Regions from separate parts of the Mus musculus genome. Here all the other regions are linked to region 1. The links are chromatin contacts, called in public Hi-C, HiChIP or PLAC-seq and promoter capture Hi-C maps. All regions are on one chromosome and are shown on one strand. Each heading gives the region's core, a stretch centred on a gene start, on an enhancer-like site or on the middle of the called end of the contact. The rest is flanking DNA. Distances are from core to core; before and after follow the strand shown.

Evidence for each region. Promoter capture Hi-C pulls out the DNA fragments that hold promoters and counts their contacts. Hi-C and Micro-C count contacts between places; a contact is called where the count stands out from the background. HiChIP or PLAC-seq counts read pairs in DNA pulled down with a chosen protein or histone mark. Capture Hi-C pulls out chosen DNA fragments and counts their contacts.
Region 2: a promoter capture Hi-C map of erythroid cells shows a contact between it and region 1, with 12 times the contacts expected there. The contact joins the promoter of Nlrx1 here to the promoter of Ift46 in region 1. A contact is called at or near these places in 1 of 39 promoter capture datasets (erythroid cells) and 1 of 9 other capture datasets (liver).
Region 3: a promoter capture Hi-C map of neural stem cells shows a contact between it and region 1. The contact joins the promoter of Abcg4 here to the promoter of Ift46 in region 1. A contact is called at or near these places in 3 of 39 promoter capture datasets (erythroid cells, fetal liver and neural stem cells) and 1 of 9 other capture datasets (adipose tissue).
Region 4: a contact with region 1 is called in a promoter capture Hi-C map of liver. The contact joins the promoter of Hinfp here to the promoter of Ift46 in region 1. A contact is called at or near these places in 4 of 39 promoter capture datasets (the HPC-7 cell line, fetal liver, liver and 1 more), 1 of 115 datasets of contacts at active chromatin or transcription factors (bone marrow-derived macrophages) and 3 of 9 other capture datasets (adipose tissue, liver and macrophages).
Region 5: a contact with region 1 is called in an H3K27ac HiChIP or PLAC-seq map of microglia, with 7 times the contacts expected there. The contact joins the promoter of Hmbs here to the promoter of Ift46 in region 1. A contact is called at or near these places in 3 of 115 datasets of contacts at active chromatin or transcription factors (embryonic stem cells, memory CD8 T cells and microglia) and 2 of 9 other capture datasets (adipose tissue and macrophages).
Region 6: a contact with region 1 is called in a Hi-C map of cortical neurons, with 4 times the contacts expected there. The contact joins the promoter of Scn4b here to the promoter of Ift46 in region 1. A contact is called at or near these places in 7 of 39 promoter capture datasets (embryonic stem cells, frontonasal cranial neural crest, hippocampal neurons and 3 more), 1 of 15 datasets of contacts at CTCF or cohesin (embryonic stem cells), 5 of 484 Hi-C or Micro-C datasets (cerebral cortex, cortical neurons, embryonic stem cells and 1 more), 11 of 115 datasets of contacts at active chromatin or transcription factors (the SCID.adh cell line, bone marrow-derived macrophages, embryonic limb bud and 4 more) and 1 of 9 other capture datasets (liver).
Region 7: an H3K4me3 HiChIP or PLAC-seq map of embryonic stem cells shows a contact between it and region 1, with 10 read pairs. The contact joins the promoter of Scn2b here to the promoter of Ift46 in region 1. A contact is called at or near these places in 1 of 39 promoter capture datasets (embryonic stem cells), 7 of 115 datasets of contacts at active chromatin or transcription factors (the 230-238 cell line, the SCID.adh cell line, bone marrow-derived macrophages and 2 more) and 2 of 9 other capture datasets (embryonic stem cells and liver).

The regions. Positions count from the first base shown.
Region 1 is chr9:44,771,351-44,774,486 of GRCm38.p6, reverse strand. Ift46 (intraflagellar transport 46) reads right to left here and starts at 1,478. Exons shown (of 12, transcript NM_023831.3): 1 at 1,314-1,478; 2 at 703-799.
Region 2 is chr9:44,266,583-44,269,718 of GRCm38.p6, reverse strand. Nlrx1 (NLR family member X1) reads left to right here and starts at 1,532. Exons shown (of 10, transcript NM_001163743.1): 1 at 1,532-1,739.
Region 3 is chr9:44,286,728-44,289,863 of GRCm38.p6, reverse strand. It overlaps Abcg4 (ATP binding cassette subfamily G member 4), which reads left to right and starts at 1,620. Exons shown (of 15, transcript NM_138955.3): 1 at 1,620-1,850; 2 at 2,399-2,648. The coding sequence starts at 2,411.
Region 4 is chr9:44,304,024-44,307,159 of GRCm38.p6, reverse strand. Hinfp (histone H4 transcription factor) reads left to right here and starts at 1,489. Exons shown (of 10, transcript NM_172162.3): 1 at 1,489-1,544.
Region 5 is chr9:44,340,756-44,343,891 of GRCm38.p6, reverse strand. Hmbs (hydroxymethylbilane synthase) reads left to right here and starts at 1,511. Exons shown (of 14, transcript NM_001110251.1): 1 at 1,511-1,671; 2 at 1,821-1,874; 3 at 2,194-2,266; 4 at 2,628-2,677; 5 at 2,761-2,816; 6 at 3,127-3,136. The coding sequence starts at 1,839.
Region 6 is chr9:45,136,964-45,140,099 of GRCm38.p6, reverse strand. It overlaps Scn4b (sodium channel, type IV, beta), which reads right to left and starts at 1,476. Exons shown (of 5, transcript NM_001013390.3): 1 at 998-1,476. The coding sequence starts at 1,058.
Region 7 is chr9:45,116,190-45,119,325 of GRCm38.p6, reverse strand. It overlaps Scn2b (sodium channel, voltage-gated, type II, beta), which reads right to left and starts at 1,450. Exons shown (of 4, transcript NM_001014761.2): 1 at 1,233-1,450. The coding sequence starts at 1,302. All of the region lies in intron 1 of Gm10684 (predicted gene 10684), which reads left to right.

The sequences.
Region 1 (3,136 bases), core at 229-2,728:
AAAAAAAAAGAAAGAAAGAAAGAAAAAAAGGTTAGGTGAATAAATGAATGGCATCAAGTCTTCTGATAAAACTCTGTTTCGATTAAAGCTGGGATGGCAAGTTAAGGGCAAGTGATGAAGCATCTTAATGAATTGTTAGAAACAAAAGCACAGTGAGCCAGGCTGGAGAGATGGCTCAACGATTGAGAGCACTGGCTGATCTTCCAGAGGACCCAGGGTTCAGTTCCCAGCACCCACACTAGAGCAGCTCATTACCATGTGTAACTCCAGTTCAAGGAGATCTGACAACATCCTCTTCTGGTCTCTGAGGGCACCAGGCAGGCAGGTGGTTCACAGAAAAACATGCAAGCAAATAACATACATACACATAAACATTTCTAAAATAGTAATTTAAAAATTAAATTAAATTAAATTTAAATTAAATTAAATTAAAAAATTAAAAAAACCCAAAACACAGCGAACCTGTGCCAGAATCTACTAGCAGTAACAGCGAGTTAAAAATGACAGGGGATAAGTTTGCACTCAAAGATCCCAAAATCTGATGGACTGGTTTCTCCCTCAACTAGTGAGAAAGCAAAATCAGCGCCAAGTTAAAGCAGGAGGTCAACACTTGCTAAGAGCTTGCTGAATACAACCTGAATCCTATCTGCGCCACTTGTTTGAAAATCACCTCCCTTTTTTTTGTCTCTCATCTTCTCTTACCTTGCTGTCCTGGGGTTGGAGTGCTAATACTGGCAACCTCTTCCGAGTCGTTAATCTCTAGACGCTCATCGTATGTCTGGTTCTCAACAATTTTGGTCTAAGCAAAAGGAAATACGATTACATAGCTCCTATCATGGGATATACATCCAGCCTCGGTGCAGAGATGCATTCACCCCGATCCAAGCTTTCCCCCAAAGGAAAGTTTCCTGACCCAAGAGCATTATTTAGCTAGCATTGGCTGGGTGCCAAGAGAAGTGCAGTGGAAAACGGTATCCAACCCTTCCCAGCAGCAACCCAAAAGCTCTACATAAGATGCAGGCAGGGAAGCACAGCATGCACAGCCAGACTGCGGCCGGCCGTCCGTCTCAGGTTTGGTCAGTTTTCGCACAGCTGTTGAGGCTTCTGCCAGAGGTGGAGGGTATGGGGATGGGACAGGATGGTCCTGAGAGAAGGCAAATTCCAGCCTCGGCCCCATCCACTAATCCTCAGAGCATCACCTCTACTTCCGCCCGTTTTGAAGATAGGATCCCACCGGGTTCTCGGAGAGTCAAGGATCCAGGGCAGTTGGTGGGGCGCAGAGAGCAAAGAACGCTGGCGGGAGCACCAATTACCTGTAGCCCCTCTGGATCCGTTTCTTCTATTTGGAAAGAACCCCAGCCGAGGACTGGGGTCTCACTCTCAGGCCCAGCCACTTCAAGGATCCCTAAGTGCAACAAGCCGCCTGTTGTCAGTCGTTAGGGAAAAAGATAAATAAATCAAAACAAAGCGAGAGTCTGAAGGAACGATCGCGAGACGTGCCCCGCCACTGCGCCGCCACCCCGCCCCTCTGCTGCGGCCGGTGGTGGCGGAAGCAGAGACGCGGCGCTGGGATAGAGCGGCCCCGGGCACTAGGCGGTCTAGCAGCCCGCTTATCTATGGTTTCCGCAACTGAGTCGGTTGTGACATCTAGTGGCCAAAGGTGGAAGGCCAGGCTAGTGGATTTCTTTTCTCCAACTAGAAACTGTCATCTCAAAGACAAGGCTCATTTGGCCTACAGTCTCTCCTAGATAGGCCTAATCCACAGTTTAGACACTCTTCAAGGAAAAGTCCAAGCATGTTTAAAAGCCCTTTTATAGCATCTCTGTGGCGCGATAGCCCTTTTCCTCGCGATACCCTATGTCACAGGAGCATACTTTCTCTTCCTTCATCTGAGATTAGGATTTATCTGTGTCCTGTGTTTTTACTTGCTAAAGAAAACTATGAGTCAGGCAAGCTGGTGCATAACTGCTATCCTAGCGCTTTGGAGGTGGAGGTAGAAGGATTAGAAGTTCAAGATCAGACTCAGTAAGTAACTTGGTAAATTTGAGGCCAGCCTGGGCTATTGAGGTCCAGTTTCAAAATTGATAAAAAATAATAATAATAAAATAAAATAAAAAATAACACAGCTGGGCGTGGTGGTGAAAGAGTAGTAAACTCAGTGCTCCAAGGTATGCTAATCATAAAACAGATAGTGACATTCCTCCACCCACCCACTTCCTGAGTTCAAGGAGTATTCATTCAAAGAAAGTCACCCTGACCATTACCGGAAGCTGCAATGCAAATGTGCTATTGTTAGGGGCTCTTAGAAACTGTCTTGAGAGTTAACAATTACCAGGTATTCCTTGTGACACCTGTGACTTTGTACTTCCTTGTGACTCTTACCTGGTATTTTTGGTATTTTCCAACAACGCCCTTCCCACCTCCTTGAGTTGTGGTTTTTCTCCTTTAAATACCCCCTTACTCAGCTACTCGGGGCGCCACAGTCCTCTACCCCTGCGTGGTGTATGACCGTGGGCCCGAGAGCACTCTTGAATAAAAATCCTCTTGCAATTTGCAACAAGACCGTTTTCTCGTTGGTGATTTTGGGGTGTCGCCTCTCCTGAGTCAGAACGTGGGGGAGTCCTCATGTTGTGGGTCTTTCAGTGGCACATGCCTTTAATCCCAGCACTGAGGAGGGAAAGGCAGACGGATCTCTGAATTCTAGGCCAGTCTCATCTACAAAGCGAGTTCCAGGAAAGTCATGGTTATACACAAAGAAACCCTATCTGGAGGCCACACCACCCCCCAAAATAATAAAAGAAAAAAAGAAAAAAAAAAGAAAAGCACACTGTCTATTCTTGCAGAGGTCCTGAGTTCAATTCCCAGCACCCACATCGTCGCTCACAACCCTCTATGAGAGGGATTTGATGCCCTCTTCTGGCCTGCAGATGTACATGCAGCAGGGCACTAACCTATAGTGTTCAGACCTACAATCCCAACTCAGAAAAAGAAAAATGAGAGACTCATACGTGCTTCTTTAAAAAAGAAAATCGATACCTAAAAATTGTACAGAGTTATGGGGCATTTTGTGTTGTTTCTATACATGTGTACATTACAAAATATTCAAGTCCTAGCATTTCTAGATTCTCAACCTTTT
Region 2 (3,136 bases), core at 283-2,782, 500 kb after region 1:
TGGCTATCCTGAAACTCGCTCTGTAGACCAGGATGGCCTTGAACTCAGAGATCCACCTGCCTCTGCCTTCTTGTACTGAAATTAAAGGCATGTGCTACCTCTACCCAGACTCTTTTATTTTTAATATTTAAAAAAATATGTGCAAAAAAATGTTCAGCCGGGCGGTGGTGGTGCACGCCTTTAATCCCAGCACTTGGAAGGCAGAGGCAGGTGGATTTCTGAGTTCAAGGCCAGCCTGGTCTACAAAGTGAGTTTCAGGACAGCCAGGGATATACAGAGAAATCCTGTCTCGAAAAACCAATAAATAAATAAACAAATAAACAAACAAATAAATATGTGTATGGGTATTTTGCATGCATGTGTATTTGTGTACCATATACATGCAGTGCCTGAAGAGGCCAGAAGAGGGCATCAGATCCACTGAGAATGGAGTTACAGATGGTTGTGAGCTGCTGTGTAGATGCTGGGAATGGAACCCAGGCCCTCTGGAAGAGCAGCCAGTGCTCCTAACGGCCGAGCCATTCTCCAATCTTAGAAGAACATCTCTTAAAATGCAAATATGCCCTTTTCCATGCTGCCCAGTGACTTTTTTCATTCTGACTTTTTAACAGCCAGTTCAAATGTCAGAGTCTCTGCTAGAGGCAGGTAGTAATTTTCCTAATAGTTTGCCTCGACTTCTGAAGAAATTCATTGTCAAGTATGGTGGGTCCCTGCATGACTTGCTCTGCTTGGCAGCCCAGGGTGAATGTTCAGTACTGGCCTAACACCACACATGGAATAAATGGACAATCGCCTAGATAAAATTATCACCATTGGCCTTCTGTTCCTATGGAGGGTAGACCACAAAAGCCTCTTCCCAGCCGGCCCTGAGGAGCCTCTCTCTCTGAGTTCTCTACTTCATGTCTGTTCTTTGCACATTGCACACCAGTGTTTGCATGTGGAGGCGTTCCTTGTTTGAAGGTCACTGTCAGCTTGGTTACGAGAACCTTGGGTGTTCCTTGAATGGAAGGGATGAGGGTTGGGGTTTTTAGAACACGGAAGTCCCAAGGCTAAAACCATGACGGGATGTCAGACAGGAAGAACAGGTTGGAGAAGGAAGTTATCTGTCGGTACCCATTCTTCCTTCCTGGCCAAAGTGGTCAGAGGCCCCCCTCTAGAGTCTTGGGACTGAATAACACAGAAGGGGAGGATCCAAGAAGGGCTGTCTTCTGCCTGGAGGTAAGCTACGTTTGTGAGCAGGAAGGGAAGTCATTATGCTCTGGGGATGAGTACCTAAGTGTAAGGAAGGCCTAGACCGGAGCTTTTCTTCTGAATCATCTACTTCCAACAGGGACGACCTGCGCCCGAGTCATTTTCTCTTCCACGCTTCCGTGTCTTCATCTGTAAAATGGGCTTCATCAAGTCCAGACTTGGAGGTGGATGAGGTCATCGGCTGGGCCTGACGCTTGGGAACCTGCAGGGGGCAGTACGGGAACCTGGGCCCTGGGAAGACCGGGTGGGGCCGGAGTCTCCGCCCCGCGCCAGCACCCCATTCCCCCTTCTGCGGGTCTTTGCTCAGTGCCCTCCAGTGTCCAGACCGGGCGGGGTGCCAGAGTGGGCCGGGCTGCGCGCTGGCTGGCGGGCGGAGGCGGCCTAGACGCGCCGTGCCGAGCGAGCCGGGGAAGCTCGGAGCCAGCGGGAGACGCAGGCCTCCTTCCCTCCGGGCCACGGCGACGGGCACCAGGGCCTAGGCAACCTGGGTAAAGGCCTAACTGGGTCGATCGCTCCTCCGGCCCCCGGCTGGACGGCTGCGCTGGGCCCCGGAAGCAAGAGCCGGGCAGCTGGGTCGCGGGAGCGGGCAAGTGGCACTGGGGATTCTGCCGGAGCTTGGGCGCTGAATACAGGCCTACTGGCAGCTTCACTTTGCCCCCCCGCCCCCAAGCCAAGTGGAAGTGGGAAAGCTATTTGGGACCCAGTTTGGTGGAAAAGCTCCGCAACTTCTGTTGCATTCCTTCTTTTGATTAGTGCCATGACAACTGCTCGATTAGAGAATTATCCTAGACCCTGCACGTCTTATCTTGACTCAGTGGACCTGGGGCTGATTGATGTCAATCCTGGGATTTGTCAGGTTTTCAGGACCTTTCTCTAATCCCCAGGTCTCCTGTTTCCAGCCCACTCAAGACCTCAGCCAGCTCCTGCTCTGGCTAGTTGTGCTCAGTGCAGCCTCTTCCTAAGTTTGCTTCCCTTCTGCCCTAGCGGCAGTGAGGGAGGCCACGCCAGCCTAGCCACATATGCATGTCAAGGAGCTGTGGGATGGGGTGGGCCAGAATAGACTCCTTGGGAAAGAGTACCTTGAGCAGTATCTTCAAAGAGTGTCTGGGATTCTGATAAAGTAAATGCTAACCAAAGTATAGGGACTGAGTTAGGAAGGTGAGAGCAAGAATCCAATAGTAGTCTTGGAGGATGAGGTGTGGGCTGGGGGCAAACCTGGAAAAATAGCTTGTGTGGGCCTGGGTTTCATAGCTGTCAAGTAGCTTAGGAGTTTAGGGAGCTGATTTCTGCAGGGGATGAGGGAGTGGAATAGGCCAACAGTGGAGGCACAGAGGACTTGAGGAAGTAGGGTTTTGTAAGGTCTGGAAGGATCTCTCTGAAATGATGAAATGAAGAGGCTGGCAAAAACCAGTAGGGAGAGATCTGTAAGACTGCCACCGCTGCCTGTGGGGGAAGGCTTCGAATAAAGAGCAAGGGAATAGTGTGTGAATCCAGGGCTTGGGGGAGCTCTGCCACAAAGTAAACAGAGGAGGGGGGCTGACGAGGCCAGGTTGGCATGGCTGAAGTGTGAGGCAGAGGCGGCACATCCTTGTGTCAAGCAGGAAGTTCATTCACACATCCATTTATTATTTATGCCAGCCTTACAGGCAGCTTACATAAAAGTCAGAGAGATGATAAAGTGATACAGCCATTAAAACTCAGCCGTGGCACAAAAGCAGACGGAAATGAATAAGGATGAGTGGGGGAAAAAAGCCAGGCTCAGAAAAGGCCTGCGAGTGAGCACAGGGCTCCTATCTGAGCTTGCTAGCAGTCAAGCAAAAATAAAACCTAAAAGCAGATGATTGGGCTGGATCTCGGGGCAGAGGCAGCTGTGAAACTCCAGTGC
Region 3 (3,136 bases), core at 371-2,870, 480 kb after region 1:
TTCTTTTCTCCAAAGGAAAGTTAAAAAAAACCCTGCGTCATAGGCAGATCTCTAGAAGTGTGAGGCCATCCTGGTCTACTTACCAAATTCCAGGCCAGCCAAAACTACATAGTAAGATACTGTCTCAACAAAATAAAGCAAAAACCCTGCTTCATGGAGTACTAAGATTATCTGAGAAGAGTGTACAGTTTATAGTAGTTTTTCAGTAAGTACTTATGTTAGACAGGCCTGGTGACATGTTTATAGTCACTGCACCCAAGAGAGGGGGAAGACTGGGCAGTCAAAGCCAGCCTCAGCAACAGCCTGAGTTAGTGAGACCCTAACGCACGCGCGCGCGCTTACATACAAAGCAATCATTGGGGTATTGTCTATCATGAGGTATTGGAGATTAACTTGAAGAATAGAGGGTCCATCTGGAAAATTCGAAGATTGGTCCTGAGGAATGACCATAGGTGAGACAGGGATGAAGGGAAATTGGGAAAGATTGGATCCCAAACCCCCATGAACCTCATAGTCTCAGGGTGGGTGTGGACATGTCCTGCAGGGTCGCTAGTTTCCTGGGCTGCAGAGAGGTTTGGGCGAGGGTTGGGGGCTGGTGTTGGATTATTAGCATCTTCCGCTGCAGTAGCAGTGGAAGCAGTACCCAGAACCTAAGCCTACCTACCTCCTATCTGTCTCTGCATGTGACAGGCGGGAACTAAAAAGCTCAGGTCACGTGACTTACTGACCCCTTAAAGAAATAGAGGATAGGGCAGGCAGGAGCCAAGAGTAATTGAGAAAGGGCCAAAGCAAGTAGGCGGGGTGCGGGGGCGGGGGCGGTGTAAGCGCTCTGAGGACCCAGCCACGCTTGTAGGTGAGAGAGAATGTCCATGTCTATGAAAAGCCGTCCAAGACAGAATCTGAAGAGCTTTGTGTATGTATGGACTGCAGCCTCTTAGATCAGCCTATACTGGCTTGGAGACCTGAATCTGGCTGGTCGAATAGAATAAAGACTTTGATGGCCAAAGCAGGCTGTGACTGGGTCAAGGTTAACCTTGGAGCTGCCTGCAGGCTTTGTCATAACTACTATCCCCTGTCTCTTCATAACTAGTGTCCTCTTGAGCCCTTAGAGAGGGGGGATGTGAAGAGGCGTGAGAGGCTGTCTCAAAGTCTCAAGAATTATACATTCAAGTCCTTTGTACTTTAGGGTTGGGTGGGGCTGCGCTCCAAAGCTGAACTGCAAGAGATAAGCAATGAGGGGTTTGTGTATGCAGATAGACCGACAGCTTCCCAACCCCCCTGGGCACCTACCGCTCAAGGACCTGCCTCTCTGAGTAACATCAAGTCTCCCTCCCTTGGTGACCTCCGGGTTGACCTCAGTCCTAGGTCCAAAAAAGGGCCCCATTCGGGCCCCAACTCTGCAGGCATAGCTTTCACCACCTCCATCCTTGCTACTCGCGGAGTGAGGGGCAGTACGGGCCCTTTAAGAGCAGCAGGACCAGCGAGCAGAAGCTTGGAAGAGAACACTGCCGCCCGACTAGGTCCAGAGGACAGGCGCTGGGGACCAGACTACGAGAACCCGGCGGGTTCATCCAAGTGGGATCGCGGCGGGACCTCAACCATCTCTCCGCAACTGTGTCATCCTTTCTGACCCGAGCCCTGCCTTCCTCTACTGCCCGCCCTGGCCTAGCCCCGCCCCGGCCCGGGCCACCGGGACAGGGAGCCGGGGCGCGGGTGCCGCAGCCAGAGGCAGGTGAAGAGAGCCGGAGTGTCCACCTCCCGCGCCGCAACGCTGAGCATCCGGGTCGAACATCCCGGTTGAGCATCTCTGCTGAGCATCCTTGCGTCGCAGCGGCCGGAGACGCGTCAAGGTGACCAGGCGAGCAGGGGACAAGAGGGTCGGCTTGGAGGGTCTGGGGTCTGTCGCTGTTTGGGGGAACAGTCCGGAGGAGCGGGATGGGGAGGCCGGCCGAGGAGCGGTGCCAGTCCGTGCAGAGAGGGGCTCGGAGCCGAGGCCAGAGCCTCCCCCGGCCCACCCTGTGCCTCCTAGCTTCCCCGACCTCCGAGCGGGTGGTTACCCTCGCCCGGCCCCCAGGGACTGCTTGTCTGTGGGGTAAGGAGATTAAGGCCGCGGCGGGGAGGGAGGAGCGGGCACAGCTTCGATGGGCCAGGCGAGCAAGGCCAGGCTGAGACTGCCAAGGAACGAGGCGAGGTCGCAACTGAGTGTCACTGCACCACCGGGTGTGTGCTGCCCGAGTGCATAAGACCCGGCGGGAAAAGGGGTGCGGACAGTTGGGGGATCTGCCCGGAGAAGGAGGCTGGGGTGGGAGGAGTGGAGGCGGGGCAGCATCGGAAAGCTATGGCGCCTTGAGCAAGGGCTGGAGGGTCTGCCCGGAGCTAAGCAGGCCCTCTCCTGCAGGCCGGCTGCGTGATGGCGGAGAAGGCATTGGAGGCCGTGGGCTGTGGACTGGGCCCTGGGGCTGTGGCCATGGCTGTGACACTGGAGGACGGGGCAGAGCCCCCTGTGCTGACCACGCACCTAAAGAAGGTGGAGAACCATATCACAGAAGCACAGCGCTTCTCTCACCTGCCCAAGCGCTCTGCTGTGGACATCGAGTTCGTGGAACTGTCCTATTCCGTGCGGGAGGGGCCCTGCTGGCGCAAACGGGGTAGGTGGCAGCCCCATGGGACTCTCCCTGAGTTGCCTTTCCAGGAGCATAAGTCCTGGGGATACCCTACTCTGCGAGCTTTGTGGGCCCTAACCCTCACTGCACAACTGCAGTTGAGGTACAAGATCCCTGCTCCCCACATCTGCCAGCACTATGGGAGTTCAAACAGCTATTGAAGCTTTTTCTTCTAAATAGACCCTATGACCTCTCAATCTCTCAGTCTCTCTCAGTCTTCTCTCTCTCAGTCTCTTCTCTCTCTTAGTCTTCTCTTTCTCAGTCTTCTCTCTCTCTCAGTCCTCTCTCTCTCTCAGTCCTCTCTCTCTCTCTCTCTCTCTCTCTCTCTCTCTCTCTCTCTCTCTCTCTCTCTCTCTCCCTGCCTGTGAAGGTCGGTTTGGGGAAGGGGACCACTCTATCTGTGGAGGCTGTTTTCAAGGTCCAACAGTATCCTTACACCTATTTTTAAAGATGTTCTCATTCCAGCCATCTTA
Region 4 (3,136 bases), core at 240-2,739, 470 kb after region 1:
CTGGCTGTCCTGGAACTCACTTTATAGACCAGGCTGGCCTCGAACTCAGAAATCCGACTGCCTCTGCCCCTCGAGTGCTGGGATTAAAGGCATGCACTACCACGCCTGGCTTGAGCATGGCAATTTTAAATTCTGAATTTCCTTCACTGGATTGTGTGACTGTGACTGGTTTATAAAAACGAAGAAATAGGCGCAACTGGTCTTTCTCACTGGGTAGTGTAGACTGCACAGTAGTAAGCACAAATACAATATATCATAATAAGAAGAGTCAATTCTCAGGCAAAGGACCGTCTCCATTGAAAACACAAGAATGGCTAGTTACGTAATGGGAAGTGGGAAGGGGAGACTTTCAGGGGAAAACAAGTGGACACATGGGAAGTAAAAGGAGGCACAGTGTGGTGGGGAAACTGAAATTTGTGTCTGAGGTGCAGGAAATGAGGTCCAAGACGCAAGATAGGATTTGAGGTAGGCAGCACCCAGATGCTGGCGTTTGGAAATTCTCCATTTGGTTTGGGGCCATTGTACTGAAGGCAACAGAACGCCTTTGAATATTTTACACAGAATTCTGACTTGATCGAGTCTGGTTTTGTTAAAGATCACTTTGCTGGGCTCTGTGAAGGATGTCTTGTAGAGAAATTAAGCACTGGGGCATGTTAAATGAGTGTGGAGTTCTGGAATGGGTGTCATTCGTCGAACAGAATGGAAGTGAAGATAGAGGAATATGGATGATCACGTGTTAAAGAAAGTAGACTTCGGCCGGGCGTGGTGGTGCACGCCTTTAATCCCAGCACTTGGGAGGCAGAGGCAGGCAGATTTCTGAGTTCCAGGACAGCCAGGGCTACACAGAGAAACCCTGTCTCGAAAAAACCAAAAAAAAAAAAAAAAAAAGAAAAAAGAAAAAAAAAAAAAGTAGACTCCGGGGCTGGTGTGTGTGTGTCTGTTGGTAGAGCATTTGTCTAGCAAGCAGAAACCCTTGAATGAATCCCCCAGTATCCCTTAAACTTGGTGAGGTGGCGCACTTAGGCAGGTGGGTCTCTGTGAGTCCAAGGTCAACCTGGGGTACGGTACATAAAACAGAGAAGACTTAAGAAAATCAAAGATGAAGGTGGTGCCCCAGTGTAGGCGAACTACCTAGACAACTAACCGAACTACAAACACCGTGAGGAAGATGACAGACAAGGCCGGCCAAACTAGGCGCATGCCCAGTGGGTGGTCGGCGCGAGTTTGCGCAGTAGTGGGAATTCAAGCCTCAAAGCTTCCCGCCTGCGCACAGTCGGGAGCAGGCCCAACCCACTTTTGAAGGTGACGCGAACTTCAGCCACATCCGGTCGTCCCTCACTCTCCCCCTTGGGACTCGGAGCCCTCTCCGGGACGATTCCCGCCTCTTCCGTGTTTTGGTGCGCACGGGCTCTGACAGACGCAGCGGCCATTGGCTGTCGGTCGACTCGAGAGCGGCGATTGGCTGTCGCTGGTCGTCGCTCAAACGCCTCGGGGTAGATGGTGTGAGGTGGGTGGGGCGCTGGGCAAACCAGCGGCGCTGGCAGGTGAGTGGAGGCTTGCGGCTCCCGTACCTTGGCGGCTAAAGCGGCTCTCTCCGGAGCCTGCGGAAGGCCGGGCTTCCTGGAGCCGCTCGGTGTGGCGTCCGTGCCGGCCCTTAGCCTCCGCGCCCTCGGGCTAGGGGGTCTCTGCGGCTGGACTCCCTCGGCACCACGCTTGACGCCGGGGATCCCGGGAAGCTCTCCCGGATGGGCTACTTCCTCTGAGTTCTAGCTACCTATCCTCCGGCCTCAGCGCCCAGGCGAGGCTGCCCACCGGCCTTTTCGTGTCCCGATCTCCCTGGTCCTGCGCCTTGGATTGGTTGCGGGGTTCAGCCGTCAGATCCTGGTCTGTGAGTCCTTGTTTAGGACCTGGGCCTTTCTTCTGGATTGTGGCTCAGAGTTCATTGGTGCCTGGCGATAGAGTATATACTCTCCTGATAATTGTTGATGGGATGGTTTTGTACTTTGACTAGTGATGAAATGTCAGGTAAGGATCCTGGGGGGGTTGGATGCTTCTCCATCCCCTAATTAACACTCAGAAACAAGGCTAGATGTAGCAAACCCTTAGTGAGCCTCAGTAGTGCATTAGGCCCATATGGCTTAAGTAATTTAAGATCACAAAACTAAGGAGTTTCGTTTTATTTTCCTTCTCCATCCTTCTGACTTCCTCTTCAGACAGATACACCCTTAGACATAATGTGATGTCCGTGGTGGCTTTCTTTTTTGTGAGACCATCTTAACTTTGTGGCTCTGGCTGTCCTGAAATTCTCAAGAGATCCTGTCTCAAAGACTGGCAACGCCACCCTGTTCCCCACCACTTGATTAGTGGTGTGAGCATATGTGAGTGAATGGTGGTGGTGGGGTTCCTGGGGTCATATTCAGGTTGTCAGGCTAGTGTGACAAGAGCTGCTTTCCCCCACTGAGCCATCTCACTTCTGCAGAATTGTCCCTTTAATGTCCCTCCTAGAAATTTTGCATCAACCTTTCACTTTGTTCTCGTTCTTTTAAACTACATACTTATTATATACTTTTGTTTTGTTTTGTTTTTAGAGACAGGGTTTGTCTGTGTAGCCCTGGCTGTCCTGGAACTCACTTTGTAGACCAGGCTAGCCTTAAACTCAGAAATCCGCCTGCCTCTGCCTCCCGAGTGCTGGGATTAAAGGCGTGCACCACCACGCCCAGCTTATTATATTCTTAAAAATGTTTAGTAAAGTATAGACACTGGAGTGTAAACAGGGCTCCTTCAGTCAAATGGAATCTACATTTTAACGTTAAAGGAGTAGTGGGATCTAGTATTGTGTGGGCAAAGCAAAGACAAATTATGGTATTGAATGCCTGACGGAAAATTTAACGTAATCCAGTAAGGAGTAGAATGCTTCAGGGTCATGTAGGCTATATGAAATAAGAATATGAACTTTGGGCTCAGCTTCAGCTTATCTATAAATGAGGTTTAAATGATGCCTGCCTCATAGTGTTACTAATAACATGATGCAAATAAAATGCTTAATATGAGGCTAGAGGTGGCTCAGTAAAGTACTTGCTTCACAAACCTCGGGAGGCCCTTGGTTTGATCTGCAGAGCCCACATTAAAAAAGCAA
Region 5 (3,136 bases), core at 262-2,761, 430 kb after region 1:
CCCCCCCCCCCCAAGGTTTTTTTTAAAGGGCCAGTAACTAGGTTGCCCTAAGGCAGGGAAGGAGTGATCTCGAGCAGTGGGGGCGGGGTTGTGAGTGGAAAGGTGGTCCGCCCTGGGATTCCATCCCTGTAGGCTCTGGCTGGATCTCTGTTGTTCCCGGCCAGTAAAGGATTATACACAGACAAGATCCTTTTCACGAAGAAGGGGCTGAGGCAAATCCAGCTATCTCGGAATACGATCCACTTCATTCAGGGGAGAGCACACCCCACTTCTTAAAACTGTATACAAACATCTTGGAGGTTACACGCCTTCTCCCGTTCACCGTTATGAAGTCACCCAGCCTTAGCCACCCACAAAAGTCCTAGTAGAGACACACCTGAATTGCTATTGTGAGCGGGGGAACCCACCCCTGGGCCTTGTCATTTCTGGCCTGCCTGGAAAGTTCTGAACTTGTGGGCAGGCTGCCTGAGATAAGGCTGAGCTGGGAAGCCTGCTTATCTCCTGCCCAGGCAGTAAGCAGTAGTCTTGGCTATGAAAACATTTTTAGAGCACAGGGTTAGGGTAGGAAGGCCTGGATTTCAGCACCCACTTTCTGTCTGTTCATAGCTGTGAGATGTTTAGACAGTAATTTGACCACTCTGCATCTTTGCTTCTGTGACACGGGTGGAAGTACCTACCCTGTCTAACCTAGTAGGGTTGTTGCAAGGACAATATGCAGACACGGCTCAAATGCTGTTCTGGGTCAATTAATTAAAAAACAAATTGTTTGAACTTAGCAATTCCTTTCTATGGGCTCCCTGTTGTCCGAAATTTCTGTGTTATTTCAAGCCCAGCTAAATTGCAAAGGCTATCTCAGAGTCGTTTGTTGGAGGGATCTTCAGCAGTGGAGTAGACTGGAGTCCAAGAGCAAGTTTTCACCTTCAGTGACCAAGAACTTGAGTGTCTGGTTATAGAAGAACCTGTGAGATGAGGAACCTGGTGCAGGGAAGGGGGACAATCTGTACAGTGACTCCTGTCCCCTTTGTATCAGACTGCAGAACCCAGTTCTACCTGCTTGGCCCTAGACACCTTTATCCAAGGCGCCTTAACAAAAGAAAGAGGTGTGTCCTTTTGAGCTCTTGGCTCTGGCTTAAGACACCAGAGGAAGCCAGTAGGCAATGACTGTTAGGCAGTTTATTCTTGTAGTCTTCTGGGACTTCTTGAGGCATGAGGTGGCCTTTAATTTAACAAGCCCTTGATGGGATGATGTTCCCAAAGTCACCCAGCCAAGGGCATGAAAGGGCTGTACATTAGCTTGGTTGATTTCAGTCCTTGTTAGGAGTACATCCTGGTGGTACTAAGGGATGCTTAGTGACTCACCCAGGGCTTAGTGAGGCCTTCTCAAGTGCCTGAGTTGTTGTGGACAGTGAGCTTGTTCTCTAGCAATGGGAGGCTTCGGCTGTCCTGCCCCAGCTTCTGTAGGCCCCACCCTCCAGCAGGGCCCACCCTCACTGTGCCGAGGCTGATGGGCCTTATCATTTTGCCCACCTGGCTGTGTGCAGCCCTCCCACTCAGAACCTCCTTGGCCAGGCTGGGCTTTGGGGCTCAGTGTCCTGTTGCTGCTGCCACAACAGATCCTATTACAGCTTTTCCTCTGGTCTTGCTTCTCTGGATCCCGTAGGAGGGCAGAAGGTACCAAGGAAGATTCAAGGACCAGTCCTGGGAGTCTCTCCTTCCTAGCAGCCTCACCTGCCTAGGACCTGGGAGTCCTCTTTCCTAAGCCTGTGATCCTAGTTCTTTGAATGAGGAAAAGATCGTAACCTAGGGACTTTCTTCTGCAGGAAGAAAACGGCTCAAAGATGAGGGTGATTCGAGTGGGCACCCGTAAGAGCCAGGTGAGTACAGACATAGCGCGTTGTCTCAAGAATTGTAATGCTCACAGGGTCACTAGTGGGACCCAGAGACTCACAGGGTCACTAGTGGGACCCAAAGGCTAGCATTGAGCAAATAAGAGTGTGTGAGAGTCGATTTCATGGGGTACAGAAAAGAGAGTCTCTGGAGCAGGGAAATGATTGGGGTACAGAGAAGGGACTCTCAGGGCAGGCCTCATGTGAGAAGTCTAACCCCTTTCATTGCTTTCTTGGTCCATATGAGGGTCTGAGCCTGGGCCAGTGGCCAGGGGAGGTGAGAAACCATCTGACTCTCTTTCCCCAGCTGGCTCGCATACAGACCGACACTGTGGTGGCGATGCTGAAAGCCTTGTACCCTGGCATACAGTTTGAAATCAGTAAGTTTTCTTGAGAGGAGTGATTGGTAGTGAACGGGAAGCCAGTGAACCGGAGGACAGGGCATCTCTGGCTTTGCCTGTGGTCAAAGCCTGCCTTGTAAGACTATTCTGGCTGCTTGTGAAGGGAAAGAAAGATTGTCTCCTGTGCACATCTCCTCCAGCTGCCCGGGCTAGCCTGACATTTCATACTTTCTGCTTTGGGTTCTTTTATGAGTATGTCTGCTTTTTCTGTCGGTGTGTGTATCTGAGAGAGTAGGGGCTGGGTCTTCTATGCCTCAGACTCCACTGTGAATCCAGTCAAGGCCTGAACGAGGGGTGACTCAGTAGGTGTTAATGGGTATCTGATTGACTCTCTCCTCAGTTGCTATGTCCACCACGGGAGACAAGATTCTTGATACTGCACTCTCTAAGGTAACGCCAGTCCTTGTCCCCATTCTTCTTGTCCCTCTCCCACGTGTAAGGGGTTCACTCTGAGGCTCTCTCTTGCCTGGCAGATTGGAGAGAAGAGCCTGTTTACCAAGGAGCTAGAAAACGCCCTGGAAAAAAACGAGTGAGTGAGGATGGAGGAATGTGGTACCCCGAGCCTAGAACCCCAAAGTGGCTCCCCAATATTGGCAGGACTGTCGGGTTAGACTGTGGAGCTCACAGGCTTTCACAGAGGAGAGAGCCTTGCCTTGGAGTAGCCTAACTACCTGGGGAATCAGACTGTCTGGGGAAATGGGGTAGAGTAGTTGAGAAGAGACCAGGTCTTAGATCTTAAGATGCTATCTTCCTGAACGGTCAAGGATGCTGGGGTGGGTGGTGGAGGTAAGGTCACCTACTCAAAGCCTCTCTCTGTGTCCTCCCCATGTCGTCTCCAGAGTGGACCTG
Region 6 (3,136 bases), core at 227-2,726, 370 kb before region 1:
CGTGAGTTCCAGGCGCAAGAGCAGCAGTGGCTTCCTATAAGAGGCCTGTGCCCCCTGCTTCCAGCACAGATACCTCCACCATGTGCCTGATCCAGTGGGGGGTGGGTGGGTGGGTTATGCTGTCAAAAACCAAACTTGACTTTATATAAACAGGAAGAGGCACAGGTGCCAGAGACGGAGTCAGCTTACATTGGAAGTCAGGCTGTGTAGAAGATTAGATTCTGGTCTGGACTAATAAATACCATTGCTTAATCTCTTGGAGTTTGACACTCAAAACCATCATGTGAATATTAATAGATAGCCATAAGAGTCTATACCCTCTGTGTCCTCTGGGCCTGACTCCTCTCTCTTCCCAGCCTTCCCCAAAATGAAAAGCCAGTAGCAAGCCAAACAGGTCTTTCCCCAAAGAAACCCTTTAAAGGAAGAGGGACAAGGACCTTCTGAAAAGGTGGCCTTTGAGTGGTCCTCTGGGTTCTTCTAAGTCCTTCCAGCATTTGAAAGAGTGGCAATGGACACCAGAAAGGAAGAAGTGGGGAGAACCTGGCGAAGAGTCGGGAGGGAGACCCTCGTCCCCCATTGGAGCATTTCCTGCTGCCAGGGAAGCAAGCAAGTCAATAGTACTAGGCAAGAGCGGCAGACACCGCTACACCTGCAAACTCCCTGGAGCCCCCACACTCAAGGCAGTAGACACCCCAGCCCCCACCCCACCAGCATGCCTTAACTCCGGTCTCAGGAGGATTTCCCTGCTGCAGCTCCAACACCTAGCTCCAAAAGGCATCAAAGAAAGCAAGAAACTCACTGCCCGGGTGGCAGGGGTTGGGGAAAATGCACAAGGTTCCCAGGGAACATAGTCTTAAAGCTAAGGGTCCGGAGGAAGACCGGCATCCCAATCATTTGGTGCCACCTTGTCTAAGGCACTTCTCTTCACCTCCTTCAGGATGGGGTGGGGTTAAGAAAGAGGCGAGAGAGAGAAATGACAAAGCTGGGGCTATCTTACCCAAAAGCCCAGTGCCCAGCCATCTCGCCTGAGTATTGCCTCGGTTCCCAGCCCGGGACATGGTCCTGTTCTCTCTGGAGCGCTCCGGGGGCTTGGGATGGAATAGTGGGGACAGCCGGGCTCTCCACCCGAGGTCGTCTGTGGGCCCCGCAGCTGCCAGGGGAGCTCCGAGCCGCGGGTCGGGGCTCCGGAAAGTTAGCCGCGAGAGAGCGAGACGAGGGGGAGACCAAGGAGGGGGAGGCGCGCCCGCCGCCTCTTGGAGCCGGCTGCAGGAGCCGGGGCTGGAAGGGGGAGGAGGAGCCGGAGCTGAAGGGAGGACGCCGGGGCGAGCGGCACTGCGATGCGCCTCTGCTCTGGAAGCGCTCCAGCCGCAGGAGGGGCGGCGTCCCCGTCGGTTTCGCACAGTGCCCGTTGCGCCGTGTATCACGGCCGTAGGGTCCAGCCTGGGCAGCCCTCTTCCTCTCCAGCGGGACGGGAATGCTGCGGCTTGGCACTGCAGGGCCAGCCCGCAGACGCCCGCATCATCCCAAGCGCCGAGCTGCCAATTAGGAGAAGAGTTCACGGGGGAGTAGAGGTGGAGCTTTTAGGTTTGTTGGAAGGCTGTTTTTGTTCCGCTCAGAGAACACGAGTAAGGGCAGCGGCTGCCTCTCCGGGGACCGCCGGGAGGACATCCGCAGCGGGCGCTGCCGCAGCCGGTGGGCGTGTGCCGGCTTGCCCGCTGCGGACGACCGGTACAGCCCTGAACCAACACGCGTCGCCTCCAGCCGCGCCGCTCATTCGCTCTGCGGATGGCTTTTAGGCTGTGGCAAACCTAGTTTCCCCTGCAAAGTCTCCTGCACGCCGCCCACCAACCCATTTCTGCACAGACTCTTTGCTTCTTAGAGGGTTGGCAGGCAGTCACTTGGAGACAGCGTGCTTTGCCCCCAGCGCGGGGAGGCGGGGGTGGGGAGGCAACCGTAAACACCAAGAAGGTCCCCCCTCAAGACCTCTAGTCAACTACTCAAGCTACCCTCCAGGACAAATCCTCCTCACTGTCCGGAGACCAGTTAAACCTTGGAAATACACCCTCCACCTCGCCACACCCTCCACCCATCTTCCAACCCGGAGTTCCTGAAAGGCTTCAGCGCCATAAGAGACCATTGAGGTTGTATACAGAATGTTAACTGTCTGCGGGGAGAACCTTGTTTTCTTTTGCTTCGTTGGTTGTCATGGTAGTTGAACAGCTCTGATGCCCTGTGTTTGCTGCTGGAGAACTCTGAACAAAGCACACAACTTTTCTGGAGAATTCTGCTGTCTGCTGGATGGTGACCCCATGATATTTACCTCCTGATGCAAAATAGCATCATCCTCAATGCTAGGCAACAGGGAGGGCAGCCCTGGGCTCCTAGTTTTAGGGGACCTCATGCTAGCCCATGAGTCCAGGGAACACACCTCCTCTGAGTTCTAAAGGGTTCTGGGGATCCAAGAATCTAGTGTTTCCCCTAGGGGTTGCTGAGTTGGACTCCTCTTGGATAAGTTTGATAAGCAGGTGGGTGGTTCCTGAGTGGAACCCCAGTCGCTGCAGGACCAGTCACAAAAGCAAGATGACTGGGGAAGAGTCTGAAAAGAAATCCCATCTTCTAGGCCACCATGGAAAAGCAGTCAGAGGCCGAGGATGGGAGATAAACTTTACTTAATGATCCTGAGTTGCTGTTCCTGCTGTCATTGCTGTAGTGGTGGTGGTTTTGAGACAGGAGTTCTCTGTGTAGCCCTGTAGGCCAAACTGTCCTGGAACTCAGAGATCGCCCTGCCTCTTCTTCCCCTTCCTGAGTGCTGGGATGAAAGGTGTTCTCCACCACGCCTCTATCCTGATTTATTACCTACATTGAGACTTGTGTGCCTTTTTGCACCTGTATCTTGCACCAGGCCTTTCCAACATTAGAAATAGAACTGGATGTAAAGACTCAGAGAGATAAAGACGTGTTAGCACGCTTGGCAGAGCCCTGGGCACACAGGCTGAACACACAACACATCTGAGTTCAAAGAAGCCTGGGGCCCCAGAGGGGAAGCTACGTCCAGGAGAGGTTTTGACCTTTGGGAGGGCCTGCCACTGTGCAAGCAAGGCCAGGCATCCAGGCTGCCTGTGTTATTTTTACAGCA
Region 7 (3,136 bases), core at 201-2,700, 340 kb before region 1:
GGGAGGGGGGATATACCACCCAGCACAGTGAGAAAGGACACAGAAGGTGGGACAGAGAGACAGAGACCAGCATAGAGACAGAAAGAGAGACAACAGAGAGACAGACAGATTGAGAGAGCTTATAGTGGGACCTAATCTCACCTAAGATCCTTAAACTTGACCCTCAGGCACTACAGAGAGAATTTTAAGAGTGAGAGTAAAACTGTCCACAAGGCAGGTTTAGAGCCCAGCATGGTGGCACTTGTCTGTAATCCCATCACCCAGGAAGAGAAAGAGACAGGAGAATCACTGAAAGTTCGAGATCAGCCAAGACTACAAAGTGAGACCTTATGGGTTGTGGGGTGGGGTAGAGTCGGGAAGCAGGCCTACAAATAGCCTCCTAACATACCTGCCTAGTACGAGGTCTCTAGGTGTTCAGCTATGAAATTGGCTTTGGGACCTTACGACAGGGTGGTCTGCAAGGTTGGGCTGGACCACGGAGACTGGTTTTAAAGGAACTCTCCCTAGGTTCCACTTACAGTTTGCTCCTTTTCCCAGGATCCTGGGCACCTGACCTCATCCATTCCATCTGGTTCACACCAGGGGTGCCTGCCTCGGTAGCAGCTACTCTGGTGCCTCTCCTGCCAACCCGGAGCTGGTCCTTAAGCCTGATACCCACCTCCTCCCACACGCATCCCAACAAATTGGTGGGATAGGCTCAACTCTCTGCCCCCAACTCTCGAGAACGCGATCTCCTTTAAATCCACCAGATCCCAGGGAACGGGCTCACAAATGAGACTTTTAAAGAAGCCAGCAACTCCTATGAGATCTCTTGGGAAGTAACTGAAAATGAAAACATGATGATGATGGTGGTGGTGGTGGTGGTGGTGGTGGTGGTGGTGGTGGTGGTGGTGGTGAAGAGAAAAATCCCTGAAGAGACCGCAGAGCAGCCTAGCTCTGCCCCACCCCCACATGGGTCCACTTCAGGGAAATCTACAGGATGAACCACCTCTTGATAAATTTGACCATTTTCATCCCCGAGCAACACTCACCCTCTAGTCAACATTTCTGGGAAGGAGAAGCCCAGCATCCGGCAGTCCCAGCTGTCCCAGATCCCCAGCACGCCCCTTCCCAAGGACACAGAGGGAAGCGGCTCACACTCCTTCCCTCTTGCCCCCTCCCCCGCCCCCTCCTCTTTCCGCTGCAGCTGCACTTCTGACCCTTAGGAGCATGCAGATGTGGTTCTAACTTACCCAAAGAGAAAAACAGACTGAGCCCCGTGAGACTGAAGGCAGGGCGAGGTAGCCAGGCATCCCTGTGCATTTTCAGAGACTGTGACGTTAGGCGGGTGGGCTGTGGGAAAGGGTGATTGAGGGACCAAGGACCACAAGGTAGGAATGGTTAAATGCTAAAAAAGAAAATGCACGGATGTACTTCAAAGACATATGCAACATTGAGGAAGCTTTATTTCCATCTCTCTAATATGGCCGACTTGTATGTGGCTGCTAAAAAGAGAGGGGGGTGGTGTATAAGGGAAAGGAAGAAAAAAAAGGGGATGGAGTAAATATTGTGGTTGGTGGATTTCAGAAAGCAGGTGGGAGGGCATAAAAAAGATATTCCTGGAAGAAATTAAGTTGCCAGAAAATTTAGCCTCTAAACTCAGAGCTCAATCAAATTTTGCCTTCCTACTGCATTTGAAATGATTTTTAGACTTTGAAAATTGTTAGAGAATTCTAGGTGAGGTGGCACGTGCCTGCAATCCTAGCACTAGGGAAACAGAGACAGGACTGCCTTGAACTCATAGCAGTCCAAAGCTAGCCTAGGCTCCAAAGCAAGACCCTTGCAAGAGAGGGGAGGAAGGAGGGGAGAGAAGGAGAGAGGGAGGGAAGGAGGGAGAGAAAGAAAAAAGGAAAAAGAGAAAGACTGTTAGAGCCATCTGTTTTTATCAAAGGGCTGTAAGGAAGTCCTTTTTATCATATGAATACGCCCCAAAGGCCTGTGAGTTGATTCCCTGGGGAAAGTGCTTGTGGCCACTGCCAAGCATGATGACCTGAGTTTGATCCCCGGGAACACACCTGGTCACCCAGCAGAAGGAGAGAACTGATCCCTGCAAGTTATGGTCTAACCTCAACACATTAGTGGCACCTGTATACTCATGCTACATGCTCTCTCTCTGTCTCTCTGTTTGTCTGTCTGTCTCTCTCTGTCTCTCCCCAACACACACACACACACACACACACACACACACGGGGAGGGGCAAGAGAATAGATAGATCATACATACGTACGTACGTACATACGTACGTACATAGATGTAAACACCCAGGAAAGAGTTGCCTTTTGTTGTTTGGGTTCAGCGAAGTGGGCAGGAGGCTCTTGGAAAGTAATGACTTCCTCATTGCTCTAGCATTTCCGCAGAATACAGAACTTGTCAGAGAAGGCTGATGCACAAATGCCTAAGAGACTTTTACAAGAGAATAGAGCATGGACCTCTGAGGGACCCGGATTCAAACAAATCAACAAGGAAAGGAACAGGTTTTGAGACAAGGGGAGCAGGGAGCGAATGTAAACTGGACGTTGATTATGTCAACAAATAACGTCTAATGCTGCCGGGTATCATAAAGATAGTGTCTGTGTTTTTAACACCCGTGGGTAATGTAGCTGATGGTCCCAGATGATTGGTGGTGCCTGGGGCACACTTCCCTTGGCTTTGGTGTATGTTTGAAACTTGTTATTTCGAAGGAGGGGAGAATACAGGTTGTCACAAGTAGAAGTTAGGAGAGAAGTGGCCCTAAGCAAAGAGGAGAACAGAGCCAAGCGTATCACAGGTCCTTAAACAGCAATCATTTATTTAGCTGTGCACATTTATCTGTCCACAGTGAGGAATCACAATTTGATCTTAACGTTAGGTCCAATGTACAGGTGATAGATCAGAGCCAGGATTCAAACCCAGCTCTTTGGAAGAGGCTGACCTCCCCCCAACCCCACTCCCCTTATTCCACATGGCTGTGACTGAGCCTTCCACACAGGGAAGAGCTGAGAATTCTGCACAGCGCCTGGTTGAGACTTGAAATTCACTAACCGGGAGGTAATTGACCACCCGGGGATGCTGCTGACCGGATGAATGAATGTATTTGGAAGTCCAGCTTGGTCTCTGA